Regions from separate parts of the Gossypium hirsutum genome. Here region 1 is linked to region 2. A link is a contact called in public Hi-C data. All regions are on one chromosome and are shown on one strand. The core of a region is the stretch at or near the end of the contact, and the rest is flanking DNA. Distances in the headings are between cores, read along the strand shown. Region 1 holds the start of LOC107901158 (acid phosphatase 1). Region 2 holds the start of LOC107901164 (probable pectinesterase 53).

Region 1 (2,822 bases), core at 296-2,795, 170 kb after region 2:
ATATGATTATAGAACCTCAACATCTTTGTGTATTCTCTTGCGACTTGACTTTGCGGCTATATGAATATAGATCTCGCTTACAACAAAATCATTCCTCAATTAATGGATGCTAGTTTCTATCACCCTAGTTGGGAAAGTTAATTTCCCTATTGTCATTCGTGTCTACTCCAATTGAATAATGGAGACTTGAGATTTGTGCATTTAATCTCTAATGTGCCAAAGCAACAATAACACTAAAAGATGCAGTGTTGTTGATAGGGTTTCCAGTGGAACTGGAAGATTTAAAAGCAATCTAGGACAAGTCATTTATAAATCATTAAGAGGAGATACTAGCCAAAATACGGGAAGGTTTATACAAAAGTACAAAGCTCGAAAAATGAGATCAAACAAAATTTTGAGTTCTATTTGAGCCCAGCCTTGAGTAGAATTTTTTTGACCTAACTCGAGTGTCTGACAAAGCTTCTCGTGGATGGGCATCCTGCAATTGGAAAATCTAAAAGCAATTTAGTACAAGTTGTTTATAAAGCGTTAAAAGTAGGGGCTGCCTAAAATATAAGAAAATTTAGACAAAAGATAAAACTTAAAAAATGAGATTTTATTTTTTATTCAAGTCAAATCTTGAATAGAATTTTTTGGATATAACTGGAGCTCATCTCAATTGTTTATATATTAATTAATTATATTTATTTTGGAAAATGATAATTGAAAGGTAATTATAAAGTTTTTTTTTTTTTACATAAAAGAAAATAAGCAAGAAAAAAGTATTTATTGTGTGAGCAATTGGGAAAGTAGAATGAAATGGGAGACGTTTGGGTAAAAAATAATTCAATTCATATTATAAAATGGGTTCCAACTCTTAAAATATTAGATAAATTGAGATATTTAATTTGGTTATCATAATTTATGAAACGAATATATTATTATTTTTTTGGAATTAAAATTAAATTGAGATTTATTCTTACCAAATTGGTACTAATTCTACGCTTGATTTTAATAACCTATCTTTTTTTAGAAGCCTATCTATGAGATTCTCTTTTTCTTAAACTATAATCACATAAATACAAACTATCAATTAAGATTTTTAAATTGAAAAAGTATAGGATTAAATTTTTAACTTTTAAAGTATTTGGACTAAATTCTAAATTTTATGCAAGTATAGGGACTAATAGCGTATTTTAACCTTATCATAAATACAAATTCTAAACAATCATTGGAAAATAAAGGGTTAATATGTAGTACCTAGTTGGTACTTGAGCTTATATTCCACCGCTCAAGTTGGTACTTTCGCACTAACACCATTAGTTTATACTGATGTGGCACTAATGGGTGACATATAACAATTTCTCAATATTCAATTAAGAAATTTTAAAAATAGATTAATTAATAAAAAAAGAGTATAAATTTTTGTCAAAGTTCATTCTTATTGTGAAAATAATATTTTTTTTATTAATTTATATATATTTTAAACTTCTTTCGAGTGCTATGTGAGTATAAATTATAAATTAACGGTATTAATACATAGATACAAATTTAGGTGATGAGAATACAAATTCAAATATCAGTCAAGTCTAAAAAAAATTGAATGTTGGACAAACTCATGTGGAAACTATTAACCCAAAAATGAATGGTTAAAATGTGAAGAGCACCAACAGTTTTCACAATAAATTATAGGAACTTTTTGTCACAATCAATAAGCCACTGCTTGGGAGAGGTAAGAAAAAAGAACAAAAAAACACTCTCCCTCCTCAATTATTGAATTCAACTTCCAATGGCGTCTCAGCCCCTAACCTTCCTATTCCTACTCCTCCTCACCGCCTCCGTTCTCGAATCTTCGACTTCTTTTGAACCCAATATCCGCCTCCCGACAACGGCAACGATCGTTCCTCGATCCGACATTGATGACGACCTTTACTGTGCCAGCTGGCAGTTAGCCGTCGAGACCAGTAACGCAGGAAGTTGGGCCGCAATCCCCTCCCGCTGCGTTCCCTTCGTCAGAGATTATATGACCGGTCAACGCTACGCTTCCGACTGCGAGGTCGTCGCTAATTACTCCCTCGCTTACGCTTCCACCGTCAAGATCGCATCCGACGGCAAAGACGCCTGGGTCTTCGACGTCGACGAGACTTTGTTGACCAATTTACCCTACTATCGAGATCACGGGTTCGGGTATGTACGTCAACCCTGTCCTCGTTTTTTTTTAACACCATGAATCGGATAAGATTCGAATGAATGCGCTTTCTTTGCTTTTGGTAGGATTAATGGTATAGAAAAAAACACACACCCAGATTTGTCTTGGCTTGGAAGGTTAGATGGCCATTCTTGGTCAACCATAAATGAGGAAACCAATCGCAAATTTTTAACATTAAATAATGCTAGAGTCGCTATCGGATGCATGATATGCTCTCTTCTTCTTGGCAAGATAACTTTTGATATGATTATGAATCAGGCGATCATTAAGTTATGATTATTAAGGTAACCTCAACCATTTTCCTATTAAAATTTGATATTTGAGGAAGGAAATTGAAAATTATTGTATTCTATGCTTTTTTCTTGAATATAATGACTAAATTTAGTGGTTAAAAAAAGTGATTTTGCTACTTAATATCCTTTGATATTATTTAAAATTAGTTAAGACTTAAAGATTGTATAATATGTTATTTATACTTATGCATTTATATTGAATACCCTTTTCGGCAGTTTCGTTCTCTCATGATTTTCAATGCATTGGTTTGAAATAGGAACTTTATATGGGGTTTTACTTATGCTAGAATTTCCTTATTGTAACGTCAGTATTGTAAACTAAACAATTATTAATTTGTTCA
Region 2 (2,700 bases), core at 9-2,508:
CCAAGTGATCATAGAGGGTGTCTTGTGCTCCCAGGAATTTACAGCCCAAGAAAGTAGCTGTATCTGCAGATATCCTAAATGCTACTGCTTGTTTCCCTACTGCTCCTGGTGGTGGCACTGGTGTAGTGTTCTGCACCAGTATTTGATTTTGCAAATAAGAAAATAATTACATTGTAGAATAGTTAAGAAGGCTGATTAATTAAGTTACCTTGAATGTTATGTTTTTGGCTATAAAATAAGGGGAATTCACAGCAAAAGTTGCAGAAGCATAGGTTCCCAAAGGTTGTCCTCTTGGTCCAGGTGTTTGAGCTGTGTCTCCCCATTGGACAATTGTTTCATCTGCTCCTGATCCTTCAATGGTTATGAAAGATTTAAATGGTGGAATGTTAACCTTCTCTCTGCAATCAAATCAAATATAGGTAAATATTTGTTAATTTCTTAAAGATAGTTTGAAAGACAAGATTGGTTTGAATTAGACTCTTTGGTCAAAAACCATATCAGAAGGCATTTTGATCAGGTAGATAAAGACAAAATTGGAAATTACATTCTTGTGTCTGTATGACGGTCTCACACTGAACAAGAATTAGCATACAAGTGAATGTAGACAAACTCTAGAATCTATATATATGTGCAGAAGAGCATAAGGACAGAGTAAAACTACAAATGAAGGAAAGCCACAAGGTACTCACGTGTAAACCCCTGCATGGACCTTGATGACCACTCTCACAAGATTTACTAAAGGAAGAGAATCAATGGCATCCTGGATAGTGGTGAAGTCTCCTTTGGCCGGATTCTTGTCCACAGTGAGAGTATAAGAAGGGAAAAGCTTGTTCTTTGCTGTCTTGAAAACTGAGTGATTAAGGCTACCAACAAATTTGACCCACTGCATGAATTGCTGCTCGGAGCCATGGGTTCCCGTCATAGTTGATTGCCTATGGCTGTGCTTCCCTTTAGAGCTTCTGAATCTGATTCCTTTGGTATGACACAATGCATGGCCTGAATTCAATAGAAAGAAAATGAAGGTAATGTACAGAAAACGTTGAAACTTTGACATGGTTTTAGGAATAAAAGGAGAATGAGAGAGCAAAAGGGGAATGTAATATTAGAGGTTGAGTGATGAGAGTGGCGAGTTTCTCTCATGGTTTATATACAGCTTAGTTGGTACTTTATCGTTAGTTGGAAAAAGGTATATAATATAAAATATTGTTGTTGAAATAGAGAAAAGAGAATGAAAGAAAGGTAGAGGTCACGGGTAGACAAACATGTCAAGAGTCAAGAAGAGAGAAGGGATATATGGGGGAAAAAAAGCAAACAATCTAGGCCACAAGAGAGGACCAGGTTGCACTTTTTTTGGCATATAATGAAAACATATTTTTCCTTGTCTTAAATGAAAACTATTTCTCTATCAGCTCTTTCTTTATCGCTGTTTGTGTTGTAATGCCCGTGAGTGGTCTCTCCTTGTCCATGTTTTGTGTATGAAGAGATAATGGGATTGGAATCTAATTTTTTTTTATCAAAATCTTTCTATCCTGTTTGATGATTACCTAACTTATTTGTATCATTAGAGTATGTGTTAATATTTAATTTATTGGTAGTCTATAAATTTATATATTGATGGTGAGTGATAAAAAAAATCTTACAAATGACCTCTTATATTCAATACTAATGTTGGGTATATTAAAAATACATCCTTATATTATTTGCCAAACTGATGAATTTGGGTGGTTAGATTAGCTGGGCATGCAAAAGTTTTTATTGAAGTATTTAAAATGGCTATTTGTCTTTGGTAGCGCCTCTTGCTTGCTGTACTTAAATATAATTATAAATTAGTAAGATTCTTTCGCTTTGTATCAGGTTGAATATTTGTTTACATTAAATTATGGAATATAGTAATTAAATAAAAAAGGTTGAGCTCCAGGTTTTGTAAAATTGAGATAAAAAATTTCTTTAGAGGGTTTATTCTACTGACACGTTTCTAAGTTTGCTCTATTGACATATCTTTGAGTCCTACTTGGTTATTGAGTGGTTTCGGTTGTTGGTGGTTTGCATGTGTGTGGCTGCTGAGATGGGGAGCGATGGTGATAACATTGGGATGGAGAGGGGGATGGCGGCGCTCTCGCTAGAAGGGGGAGAGGAGAAAGGATGGCAAGACGATTTGGGAGGGGAGGAGAGTGAGGAGGTGGACGATCTCTACGTAGTTAGCAATTTTTTGACTGCCAACGTTATTCAGTTCCAAACAATGAAATCGACTTTAGCCAATCTATGGCATCCATATGGAGGGGTGATGTTATTAGATCTGGGAGATAAGTGATTCTTGTTTCAGCTTTGATTCTTGTTTCGGCTTCGGCTTTATTATGAAATCTATTTTGATAGATTCTTGGAGGGAAGTCCTTGGACTTTTAATGGTCATTTGTTAGTCTTTCATATATTGCAGAAAGGGGAAGATCCGATGGAGGTGTCGTTAGTCTTTACAAATTTTTGGTTCAAATCCATGATCTGCCATCAGGGTTGATGTCTAAGGATATGGCAAGGCAGTTTAGAAACTTTATTGGGAAGTTTTGGAGTATGATACAAAAGCTATGGGTAGGGGCTATTGGGGTTTTGTGTGAATCAAGGGGCTATTGAAACGAATGAAGAAAATTGTTTTGTCTCAAAAAAGCAGTATATATGCCCAATTCCAATATGAAAGATTATTTGTTT

What was found. Hi-C and Micro-C count contacts between places; a contact is called where the count stands out from the background.
Region 1: a contact with region 2 is called in a Hi-C map of leaf, with 2.8 times the contacts expected there. The contact joins the promoter of LOC107901158 here to the promoter of LOC107901164 in region 2. A contact is called at or near these places in 5 of 34 Hi-C or Micro-C datasets (fibers, hypocotyl and leaf).

What each region holds. Positions count from the first base shown.
Region 1 is chrD06:12,444,610-12,447,431 of Gossypium_hirsutum_v2.1, forward strand. LOC107901158 (acid phosphatase 1) reads left to right here and starts at 1,546. Exons shown (of 3, transcript XM_016827051.2): 1 at 1,546-2,166. The coding sequence starts at 1,769.
Region 2 is chrD06:12,272,272-12,274,971 of Gossypium_hirsutum_v2.1, forward strand. It overlaps LOC107901164 (probable pectinesterase 53), which reads right to left and starts at 1,259. Exons shown (of 5, transcript XM_041095692.1): 1 at 690-1,259; 2 at 209-398; 3 at 1-130. The coding sequence starts at 1,054.